Regions from separate parts of the Callithrix jacchus genome. Here all the other regions are linked to region 3. The links are chromatin contacts, called in public Hi-C maps. All regions are on one chromosome and are shown on one strand. Each heading gives the region's core, a stretch centred on a gene start, on an enhancer-like site or on the middle of the called end of the contact. The rest is flanking DNA. Distances are from core to core; before and after follow the strand shown. Region 1 overlaps ARHGAP26 (Rho GTPase activating protein 26). Region 2 overlaps ARHGAP26 (Rho GTPase activating protein 26). Region 3 overlaps ARHGAP26 (Rho GTPase activating protein 26).

Evidence for each region. A called contact is a pair of places that touch in the nucleus more often than the background predicts.
Region 1: a contact with region 3 is called in a Hi-C map of skeletal muscle, with 4 times the contacts expected there. The contact joins two enhancer-like sites. A contact is called at or near these places in 2 of 3 Hi-C or Micro-C datasets (both in skeletal muscle).
Region 2: a Hi-C map of skeletal muscle shows a contact between it and region 3, with 3 times the contacts expected there. The contact joins two enhancer-like sites. A contact is called at or near these places in 2 of 3 Hi-C or Micro-C datasets (both in skeletal muscle).

What each region holds. Positions count from the first base shown.
Region 1 is chr2:41,457,944-41,462,047 of calJac240_pri, reverse strand. The region is part of intron 15 of ARHGAP26 (Rho GTPase activating protein 26); the gene reads right to left. Among named protein-coding and RNA genes, the nearest start is that of FGF1, 320 kb to the right of the region's middle. Within about 2 kb of position 2,452, at least 3 of the 16 cell types and tissues checked have an H3K27ac peak or open chromatin away from gene starts, as enhancers often do. A contact at or near this core is called in skeletal muscle, where this site is marked.
Region 2 is chr2:41,497,537-41,501,385 of calJac240_pri, reverse strand. It overlaps ARHGAP26 (Rho GTPase activating protein 26), which reads right to left. Exons shown (of 26, transcript XM_078362030.1): 19 at 2,791-2,849; 20 at 1,134-1,239. Among named protein-coding and RNA genes, the nearest start is that of NR3C1, 350 kb to the left of the region's middle. Within about 2 kb of position 2,320, at least 3 of the 16 cell types and tissues checked have an H3K27ac peak or open chromatin away from gene starts, as enhancers often do. A contact at or near this core is called in skeletal muscle, where this site is marked.
Region 3 is chr2:41,673,033-41,677,092 of calJac240_pri, reverse strand. ARHGAP26 (Rho GTPase activating protein 26) reads right to left here. Exons shown (of 26, transcript XM_078362030.1): 26 at 1-4,060. Among named protein-coding and RNA genes, the nearest start is that of NR3C1, 180 kb to the left of the region's middle. Within about 2 kb of position 2,007, at least 2 of the 16 cell types and tissues checked have an H3K27ac peak or open chromatin away from gene starts, as enhancers often do. A contact at or near this core is called in skeletal muscle, where this site is marked.

The sequences.
Region 1 (4,104 bases), core at 1,203-3,702, 220 kb after region 3:
ACATTCCAGGAGCCTCAAATAGTGAGCAAGTGGCTGAACATATTGGGACCTTCTAGAGTTCAGCGCCTCTGTAGTGAGAAGCATAAGACAAACAGGATTGACAGAGATCTCATTCATACCCTGACCTCAAAGCAAGAATATTGCTAGTCAAATTTTCTTCCCTAGCCTACCAGATATAAAGGCATCTATTTATTTTTCATTGTTTTTTGAAAACACACAGAAAAATAAACTGAAAGAGACAGAGAGTAAAGTAAAATATATAGCAGGAACAGAAACAAAAGGCTTTGCCTGAATAGGAATAAACCTACCAGCTCTCAGCCTTAGTCAAGGGAGGCTCTAAAGAGTGTTCTAAGTCTGGCTGGGGGTGGTGGCTCATGCCTATAATCCCAGAGCTTTGGGAGGCGGAGGTGGGTAGATCATGAGGTCAGGAGATCAAGACCATCCTGGCCAACATGGTGAAACCCCCTCTCTACTAAAAATACACAAATTAGCTGGCCATGGTGGCGCATGCCTGTAATCTCAGCTACTCGGAGGCTGAGGCAGGAGAATCACTTGAACCCAGGACACGGAAGTTGCAGTGAGCCAAGATTGCATTACTGCACTCTAGCCTGGTGACAGAGCGAGACTATCTCAAAAAAAAAAAAAAAAGAGTGTTCCAATTCTTGGGAAGAGACAGGCATCCAAGGTGACAGAACGTGGTTCCTGCACAGCGCAGGCTGAGGACTACCAATACATCTGCCTGGGACTGAAGGAGCACTTCCTTGTGGGTTTCTACTTCTGCAATCTCCTAGTCCACCTTAAAATTCCAAATCTGGATAGCAGTGAGAGAGCAAGGCTTAATGCACCCTGCAGTAACACCAGCTTAATCAGGACCATTTGTTTCCTGTATGGGGATCTGGACATACTGAGAATGAATTACACAGTGGCCTCAATTCCCTTCTGCCTTGAGGTGGTTTTACACTGATTTCTCAACTGAAAGAGATCATCACCAGTTTTCTGAAGGTGGAAGTGTTTCAAAGAACTAACTGCCTCTGCCCATCCAGGTCCCTTTCCATCCTCTTACCTCGAAATGCTCTAAGAACAATTTGTTGGTCACAACAAACTCTGAGGCAGTGAAGGGCAGGGAGAGAGAAGGCATTCCGAATCAAAGGCCTGAGATTTGATCCCCGGTGTCTCCACACACTGGCTGTGTAAGCTGGGTATACTTCACCTCTCCAACCCATTCCTTTTATACTTGTAAGACACAGGTGTTGTGAAAATCAAATAAGGCAATGGCTGGAGGACCTTTAAAGAGATTGTACGGTGACATGCTTTTATATAAATGGGCTCTGGTTTTGGATAATGATGACATTATTGGTAATAAGAGCAGAGGGCAACATGTAATAATTGCCGAAAATACCAGGCACCACTGGGCAAAGGATATCCATTGTAATCTCATTTATTCTTCCAAAAAAACCCCAAAGACTTAATTACGAAAACTATTCCCACCTTCAGATAAAGAAACTAAGGCCTGGAGAAATTAATTTCTCAAAATCACACTTAGTAATTCATGGGGCTGGGATTTCAAACCATGTGTGCAATACTCCAGAGTTAACTCTTTGAATCACTACTCTACCCTCTGCTAAACCTTACACGCCGAATGTGAGCTGCAGGCTCTGACATCTCTGATCAGTGCAGGGAGTGACCACAAGTTTGTCCTCAGAATGAAGTCTCAGTTTTCACATCTGTAAATGAGGTCAATAACTGTATCTAGCTCATAGGATTCTTAGGAGGGTCAAATGACATAATGTATGTCAAGCAGTGAGCATGTTGCCCAGTACACAGTATGTACTCAATAAACATTAACCACATTAACCAGAAGCCTGTACTCGGTGACAGCGGGGGAAGTCTTTTAGTCTCTGTCTCTACAACCCCTTGCACTGGACTTTAGGGGTTAAAGATGTAGCCAGGGACCTGCTCACTGTCACTTGGCTGAGGCCCAAACTGGGATGCCAACGGATGGCTCACACCTGCTCAGGCTGCAGCCTGCTGCCAGTACAGAGCCTACGTCATTGAGGGAAAGGGGAATATTAGGCCATGGCAAAGGCTGCATCTGCCAGTCTGAAGCTAGCTGAGAGAGAGGGTGGATTTGTTCAATGTCTTTTAGGACAAGCGGAAAGGCTTCTGATTATCCAGGCAAGTTCAAGGAATATTACCAGCAGTCATAACTTTGGGGGCCAGGGTCTCATCAAACAAAATAGCTGGGAACCCAAATAATAAAATCTCTGCAAAAACAAGTTGTTCCTGCCCCTTCTTACTCTCTCCATCCCCCTGCCCTCCGAGCCAGGGCTATTCTAGAGCTGGGGTGTTACAGCTCAACTAAATATAATTCAAGCTCAATGCACCACAGCAGCTGTGTTGCGCAGGCAACGCATAACGAAACGTGAGGTGTAGAAAGTCAGCATCTAGGGAGAGCCAGAATTATACCACCTTGTCTGACTATGGCTCAGATCAAAGTGGTGGCCACGGAAACTGCATGAACAGGAGGGAGGAGAAAGGGGAAAGAAAAAGGATGTGGGGAGTGAGGGTTGGAAGGAACACAGGTGAGGGAGGAGAGTGTCTGTCCTTTATCAGTTCAAACCTGGCAGGCCTGGATAGAAAGCTGGAGGGGATGCTGCACTCAGCTGATTGCCTCGTGGGCCAGTGCACAGGAGGCCAGGCCACTGTGCCCATTAATGCCTTCCACCCTTCTCAGGTTTAAAAGGGGAAATGTTCTATTTATAAGCTGCCGACCAGTAGAGACCTGGCAGCCTCTGGATGGCTCTGATCCCAAAAGGATCCTGGTTACCAGTGGCTGCCTCCTCCTGCTTCTCAACTGTGGGTGTTCTAACAGCAAAAGGCCAAAGGTGACTAGAAGCACAAGAAAAAAAAAATCTTCTTTTCTGCCCTCTGGTGCTTTCATGAGGCTGTGGGTTTTTGGTAATGGCTAAAGTCTTTAGAACCTTTTAAAAATAGTGGCCCAGGCGATCCCATCAAGGCTTTCCCTACAGTTTTCAAGCATAAATCTCCTTTTCTGTTTTATAGATCAAGGGAAGCTAAGGCACAGAGATGAAGGAAATGTACAATCAGAGGCACAACAATGGGAAGCAGAGCAATGCTAATGACGTCCCTCTCCATCTCCTCTCCTGGTCCTCAATCTTGTCCTCATAAAACAAGGCAAACCGGAATAAAATACCATCAGGGAATCGCTCTGAATGACGGCCTAAAGAAGGAGGAGTGGATGTACAGACACAACATATAAACCATTATGCTGTGTTGCCAAATCCCTGTGGGAGAGTGGTGGGCCATGCTAAGGGTCTGACGCTGGGGAAGCCAGTCAGTGAAATGCGTGACCCTTGTGTACTCAGCACTGTGCACAGGTGTTTGAGGACCTGAGCGCTCTAATGAGGTGGTGGACTAAGAAGGAATATGGGATGGCCCCGCAGCCACAAAGAAGTAGAGGGGTTAGATGTTGGAGTCTGATGATGAAATTCCTTCCGCCCACCCTGGGTGGACCACATATGACAGGATGGCAGAACAGATCAAAGATTTCAAGCATATGAAGTGTCGCAGGGGAAAAAATGACACTGGTGATCAGGCAGCCTTGGGTTTGAGTATGAACTTCACCATTTCTCAGCTGTGCTCCCTTGACCTCTTTAAGCCTGTGAGCTCCTTTACAAACTCAGTTGTTGTGAACAGCATTTGTGCAAATGGCAACCCATCATGTGACACTTTCATGCTCCCTGTCAAAACCTCATGCCATCCTATTTAGACTAACAATAAAAACTTAACCTTGTTTTAAGCCAAGTGTTAATAAACTACAGTCCCTGGGCCAAATTCACCATTGCCTGTTTTATAAACAAAGTTTTACTGGAAAACACCACACCTGCTCATTTCCATATCATCTATGACTGCTTTCACACTACCATAGTAGAGTTGAATAGTCCTATAAAAATAAAAATATTTACTATCTGGTCCTTTACTGAGAAAGTGGGCCCCTGAGCTAAGCAATAACATTTATAAAATCAGAGGATTGGTGAGTAAAGTGGTTCATGCCTGTAATCCCAACACTTTGGGAGGCCAAGG
Region 2 (3,849 bases), core at 1,071-3,570, 180 kb after region 3:
CGTGGCTTTGCTGAATTGCTTCCCAATAACACACAAAACACTCTTGCTTCTTCATGTAAATGAGGAAATGGTGGAAATCTTCATGATACATATCACTTTTTTTCCCAAAGGTAATATCAAGTGCTTGACAGAAAGATGAAAACTAACCATCACAATCTCCCTCAGGAGAATATCAGCTTATCCCCAAGAAATACCCTAATGGCATAGCAAAATGTGGTTAAGGGCCAAATTTATAACACATCAGTTCAGTAGAATGTAGGGCTTAATAATTTAGGTTAACTGGTATGCTCACATTCTTTTCTTGTGCTCCAGTCTGCAATCAAGAACATACCATCAAAGTCAATGGCAGGTTAGAATGCACACACAAGTAGTGACAAACACAGCATGGGAAGTCAGCAATGCCATTCATAACAGGGTCAAGCAACAGTAAACACACAAATATTTGAAGCCATTATGAGACTCTAAATACTCCTAGCAGAAAATCAGGCCCCTACTGAATGCTTTGATTATCTCAGAGGACAAGTGAGTATGTGCCAAAAATAATTCCTTTATTCTTTATACTTCTTCAAAGGCTTTAATGCATGTAACATTAAAAATCAATGGCCTTGTAGAAAAAAGGGAGTCTATTATTCATATTAGATAGATGGGGAAACTAAGGAGTAGAAAGTTCAGTAGTCTGTTCAGGGCTGGTTAAGCAGCATGTTAATAACGGAGTCAGCTCTAGAATCCAGGCCTCCTTACTAAAAACCCAAATTCCATAAACCCACAACATATTTTTGTTTGTTTCTGATGAGCATAAGAACATATAATCCCCCAAAACTCTGTGTGGTGACCTGGCATCATGGACAACACACTGTAGTTTGTCCTTGATCATCACAGGGCTAAATCCCCCTGAAAACTGTGTTTGTGGCCTGGTTGCATGAGCACTTTCCCAGCCTCCTCTGGGAAGGCCATCTGGCATTTGCTGCTGTTCTCCACTGCAATTAACATTTCACACATTTCTTTCCTAAGCCTCCAGCATACCTGATGCAATAGTGGGAGAGAGAAACAAAAGCAGAACTGAGACCAGCTTTACTGCTAAGATAAGAACTTTCAGGGATAAGAAAAGGGCTAGTAATTGGTCTTAAACCTACTTTGCCAAGTGGTTCATGAGCAGCTGTAACATCTGCCGATTTTTCTCTGGGAGCCGATGAACAAGGCTGTGGATTTCAGAGACCCGAGACTCCTGGTTCTCTAGTTCTGTGAAGGAAGGAGGGAGGTAATATTTTACCAACGTCACAGCCAAACGACTTTAAGGATGAAAAATCAAGGGAAACCAAAGGATGGGGACTAACAGACCAAGGATTTGTGAAAGATTTACGATCCTGTCTTGTGTGCACTCTGCGTGGCCAGCATGACTAGATCTGGAAGTCCTTTTAATGGTGCTTTCTGGAACAGGGTTGCCAAAAAGAACTGTCATCAAAAAATCCAAGCCAAGATGATGACGTGATGAAATGGAGCCAGTCAACTGCAAACGCAGAGCCGCTCCTGAGAACGAACTCAAGAGTAGCTGGCTCCCTTGAGGGAAGACTTCATTTCAAGGAAGTAAGGAACTTTATGCACTTGTAAAATGATAAACAAATCTTACGTGAACAGCATTGCAAGGGTTTCAAATATCAAAATAACACCTCAAGACAGCATCAAAGAAATCAAAGGAAATGTCCAGTATCCTCCAATCACGTATGACAACCAGCCTGCTAGAGAGAAAGTAATGGCAGATAAAATGTTCAAGTCTTTCTGCCAACTTGTAACCTAAATCATGGCTTGTCACATTCTCTTGGTTGAACCTGGGTAAGTGGCTTTGTTTCTCTGGCAAGGAGATTGAGGGTACTCATCACACCTATTTATAGGACTGATGTGAGGTTTAAGTAGAGAATGGTTGCTATAGGTTTGCAATTTCTCGAGAAAGAAATGACATAAACACCATCTTCACTCACAGCTTTCTCTTTCCTGTTTTAAGTGGACACCTATGAGTAGATAAGGACACCAGAACATTAGGTACCTACTAAATTAGGCCAGTAGTAGCTATCAGGGTAAATAAATTCGAAAGGCTAAAAGGAACCCGGGAGTGGCACAAGTTACTGACATAATAATACTGTGAAGATTCATGCCGGACTTAAATCTGATAGAAAATCTTTCTGCTCCTTTATGTAGAGGCCTGACCCACGTAGCCAGAGATTCTAGTATACTTAGAGTAGCTTGGACCTAATCCCTGTGTATTTTAATACCAGTAATATGACGCTAGGGAACCTGGATGATATAGTTGAAGAATGATCAGAAGCTGTAAATGGAAGACATAATGGAAAAGAGGACTGTGAAGTTACATAAATGGTGTCATATTCAGGGAAACATTTCCAATGCTCAATTTAGGTAATGTGCAATGTCTGATTCATTCTGCAAAATGCTACTCAAAGGCTGGAAAAAACCTAAGAAGTTAGAACTCCAATAATCAAAACTAGAAAGGCAAACTTGTTTTTCTCTATCCCTCCAACATCCTCCTCCCCTCCGAAAAAAAAAAAGACTTCTGAAGTTTCTCTCCTCTACTGTAAATTCAATGTGGTTGAAAGGCCCTTAGCAATCCCTATTTGGTTTCATTTTTCTTCCATGTTATAATCTCATGAGCATGTTATGTGGCCAGTTTACATGCAGAACATGAAAGATTAGGTAATATTTATTTTGGGATACTGACTCTTCTTCGAAATAGAAAAATCTATTCTCCTCCTCTTAAAACTGAGACGAAAAAGGTCTTACTTGCTGCTTTGATGAAACTTCTTTGAAACTGGTACATCATGAGTGGTCCGGGAAGCATTCTGGAGTAAAAGGAGATAGGCTAGTCAGCTTAATAATAAAAATTATCATATTCTCTCTAAATAGCAGCCTAGAGACTGGCAAACTATATTACATTTCTCAAAGACAACCAACACAAGGAAACAATAACAACTTAATTTAGTTTCCCTATGGCAGGGGCTCTGAGATTTCACCCACAAGTTTTGTTCTCTCTCTTTTTTAAACGAATGGATACAACTATGTTTCACTGTCAACACTAAAATAGTGCTAATGCAAAAGTCTAACACAAACTAAGAGATTTCCTTTTCAGTCAGTGACTCACCTAACAACAGCGTTTTAAGATATGTCTGAGAAACAGGCAACTAACTACATATTTGCAATTACTTGTGCTCAAACTCTCATCTTCCCAGCAGCTTGTTGCTAGATTCAATTCATCTAGAAACACTATAAAAGACTTTTGTAGGTGCTTTGGTGCTGAATTCACTATGGAGTATTGCTCCAGAATGCTAAAGGGCTAGAACCCCTAACATTAGGTATGATATGAGCAAATTTTACCTGCTAGGGTATGAGTATGTTTAACTATAAACTTGAGGTTTTTTCTGATAGTTCAAATAAGAAACTTTGCAGTAGACTATACATTATTCTTGGCTCAGACTTTTTTCTCACTGGGTCCCTTAATTCGACTCCCAGTTTTAGTTAACACTTACATTGTATCTTACTCCTGACTCCAATTACCCCACAGCCAATAAAACCTACATCAGCAATTCCTTTTCTGTGGCCTCCCTCCTTTGCTTTTCAGCCAATTGCATCTTCAAAAAACCCACACAAAGACTTATGCAATTTCTGATTACCATTCTCCTCTCTTTTGAAGACTAGGTCCCACCTTTCTCTGTAAGAAGAACTATGGTATTCCTGTCCTTCAAGTCCGGTATAAGTATTTTGGTTTATTCATGAAACTGAGATGCAGGCAGCTGGTCAATAACCCAACCCTTAAAAATGATAGGAGGCGTAGAGAGGGTGCAA
Region 3 (4,060 bases), core at 758-3,257:
TTTGTAGACATGGTTGATGTAGAATAGTATAGAATGTCTTAGCCTCTCCAGGTAACTGACATTTTGTTTATCAATACTCTGGTTCTGACTATACTAAAGCGAATTTTGAGATAATCTAACTGCTACCCATACATGGGTCCAGGACTGTGCTAAGCCTTTGCTCTCTAAACCATTCTACCTTGAGACGTGTTTACTTTGTAATGTCTGGCATAACTTTTGTAAAAATAATAGCTGTGAAGTTTTTCTCACCAGTCAGAACAGTATTTATCCTTCTAAAAAAGTAACCAAAGCTCCTTAGGATGGTTCACCTTTCTCTTTCTCTCTGGTCCTGGTGTTACTTTGAACCCAGCATTTTTACCTCCCAAGAATACAGGTGCTTCCACCAGAAGACCACATTTCAGCAGGACTAACTAATGACACCTGGATTCTCTCTATGGCCTTTCCCTCTACTTGGGAAGCTCTTTAGTTAGATAGACAGGTGCTGTAGGTGGCAGGAGAAAAAAACATTAATTACTTGTTGGAGTCTTGTCGCAGGCATGCTATGGGACTGTGCAAGATCACTGCTCTGCCGCTGTGGTCATTTTGATGCTACAATTACAGAGAAGTGGTTCAGCACCCAGCTGATTGGTGTTGCTGCCAAATACATTTGAGCAAGACAAGATAAATTTTTTAGATACCAGCACTGGATGTGGGAAAGGACATCCTGCTGACTTTATAAAGGGATATGGGGCAGGGTTGTCGAGGTAAGTGATTATTGTCAAGTTTACCAGAGATGATAGATAACTTCCTTGACAGAACACCTAGGTCATTCCTTTTCAAGTCAGCTAAGAGGCTGTTTGGTTTCTGCAGTGCTGGCTACCTACCTGTGGAATAGGATTGCTCATAAAACATTCAGTACTTGGGCAAACTCTGGATGCCATGGTGGCCACTGCTGTCTCTGGGAGCGTCATGTCCACAAAACTCAGTCATCCAGACTTGCTTTTGGAGCAGAAGCCAGAGGATGACAGGTGCCAACAGACCGGCAGGGATCAGGTTATCTTTGGCTTCTTGTTTCTGTCTCCCTCCCTCTCAACTGTGAATGCTTTCAGAGCCTCTGTAGCCAAGACAGGGCTTTTAGTGAGACAGTAGTTGCCATTTTCTGGCGATAGAAACTCAGGGGGTAGAAGTCCTTCCCTTTGAGCTGCAGGTACTGCTCACACAACTCTGCAGCTCTGGGCAAGTGCCGTGGAATGTCCTTGTCACTAGTATGGCTCCATCCTGCTAATGCCAGTCTGTCAATGCTTGATTGCTCATTCTTTCTCTTTGCCTCTCTGTCCAAAAAGCACTCGGTGAGAGGAAATGAACCAATGTTCAAAAAGACAGTTTGGTCTGACATAAGAAAACACATATTGGCCGTAGAAATACTTAAGACATTAAGCCTAAGACTGGCTCCAATTCTAGGACACAGAGGCGGGCCACACTGCACACGGTCCATCCCTATATATGTTTATTTTGAAAAACAGGAGAGATCTTCAGTCTCGAGCAAGTCAGGGTTTTACTTGCCTGGGGGCAGGGATTTGAAACTAGCTATCTTCTCCTGGTATGGCATTCTTTAGCTATGAAATTTTGCTAGTAACCTGAAGGAAGATAGGCTGACCTTAATACTCCTAAAACATTCAGACTCTGGCTAAGTGATCCCTGGGCCTTACAGAGGAAATTGGAGGTTACTGGGAAAGCTCAGGGATCCTGGGCCATGGTTTTCCACTCTGATAACCAATTCATTCTACTAATCTGCCCTAATGTTTCCTATTCACACAGAGAGTCAGAGGTAGGGGGCGTGGATAGGGGAGAGAGTAAAATCTTTTCGTCTTCAAGTTCCTTCCTACTCTTTGGCTCATATTCTGAAGATAATCCAGTTTTGTAGCTAATAGGAAGGAGGGGAGCCTGGCTGGGCAAAGGGAAACAGAGCAGCCATCTGTCATGGGCACCGTTATAGCCACAGGGAAGCTGGGGAGGGAGTTACCTAAAAGATCCATTGGCAGCAGCTCTGTTTCCCCCGGTTTCAAATCAGAGCCAACTCAGGAGGGAGAGACATGCTTCCAAGCAGTGAAGCTGGGGCCAAGTGTCTACAGGAATGCTTCATGAGGCACTCCCAAAGCAAGGATTTTGGCCTCCTGTTCTTCCACATGAGCTCCCGGTAAGTTTATGATGGGGCAGATGACAACTTCAAACATCACATGTGGTCGGCCGCAGTGGCTCACACCTGGAATCCCAGCACTTTGGGAGGCAGAGGCAGGCAGATCCCTTGAGGTCAGGAGTTCAAGATCAGCATGGCCAATGCAGTGAAATCCCATCTCTACTAAAAATACAAAAAACTATCTGGGCATGATGGCTCATGCCCATTGTCCCAACTACTCGGGAGGCTGAGGCAGGAGGATCGCTTGAACCTGGGAGGTAGGGGCTGCAGTGAATTCCCATCTCTACTAAAAATACAAAAAACTATCTGGGCATGATGGCTCATGCCCATTGTCCCAACTACTCGGGAGGCTGAGGCAGGAGGATCGCTTGAACCTGGGAGGTAGGGGCTGCAGTGAGCTGAGATCACACCACTGCAACCCAGCCTAGGCCATAGAGTAAGACTCCATCTCAAAAAACAAATAAACAAAGACAAAAAACCCCATCAAATGTGTTAAAAGCATTATGTTGGTCTCTCCTTGGAGGCACATTCCCTGAGGGCCCATTTCCCAATGTCTTCTTGTCCTCAGGTCCACATAACTAACCTATTAGTATATTCTCTTTCTTCTAGAGTTTTCCCTGATGGCCTTCTTGGTTCTAACTTGGTCCTGTCCATTCTTAATTCTTATTCCCTGAATCAATGGTAGTGTCTCACTTGCTCCTGGGTGAATTCCTGGAAAAGAGCCGTATAATCCTTGAGCTGATAAACTGAGTAGTGAATCACAATGGCAAACCCGTTAAATTTAAAACCACCTGTAAAGCTCTGATGGCACAATCTACATCCCTTCTGGAGTCTTCTTCTTCTTTTAGGATCATAGGGAATTGGAGGTGAGAGGGAAGAGTTTAAAATGTTTAGGGAAAGGGAAAGCAGCAGCACATTGAGAACTAAAGATTCTAAGAAGTTGGTTTTTTAAGAACCTACAGATGCACACAAAATCTGAAAATAAGCGAACTCATCTACATTTCCAAAGCCTCAGAAGACGTGCAGTAAAGAAGTAAGGAGCACAGCAATTGACTCATCTCTTTCTGTCCTGATATCTAGGGGGTACCAAGAAATACACCTGAGAAGAAAAACAAAAAATCATATGCCTGGACCCACCTATTGAAGTCCTGAGCTTCCTCTTACTACCAAGTAGGCACTCTTTGAAAAACTCATTGCCTGGAGATGCTCTTCCCATCTCCAAATCCAAAGCCCAAGGAATGCTCAGAAACACATAAAGAAGACTGAACACCACTGATGAGTCATGCCCAGCAACAGGACAGCAGAGAGCAAGGGCATGTGCTCTCCTTCCTTCAGGCCGAAGCGGGGACAGCAACCTTGACTCTCTCCAGCCTTGCCTCCTCTCTCTCCCTCTTAAACATACCTGTTCAGCAATCCAAGCCTAAGTGTATGAGCAACTAGCTTAAAGAATATCAAATATAAAACTTTGCCATATAGTATTTCAAATCACACTATTTACAAGTTTATCTTTTCAAAAAAAAAATGTAAAAGATACAGTAATTCAACACAATTCAAGTTTTTCTTTTCTTCTTTAAAGTTCCCTAACAAGGAATTCCAGAAACAGGAAACACTCTGAAGCAACACTGCCATCCAAGGGGCTCCTGGGGAGCCTGAGGGTCCATCAGTTTGTGGTCTGTCTAGAGTCACCCTTGCAATGATGTTCACATGTGGGAGATATGGATGAGTCCGCTGTTTGAAGGCCAAGTGAATTTGAAATGTCCAGGCAGAACTTCCCCATTCAAGGCAGTCTTCATAAGACCCAGCCTCTTTTCATCAGAAAATTCCCTTATTCAAAGGGTACCCATCCCACCCTCCAATCTTTGGTTTCTTCCTGAATCACAATAA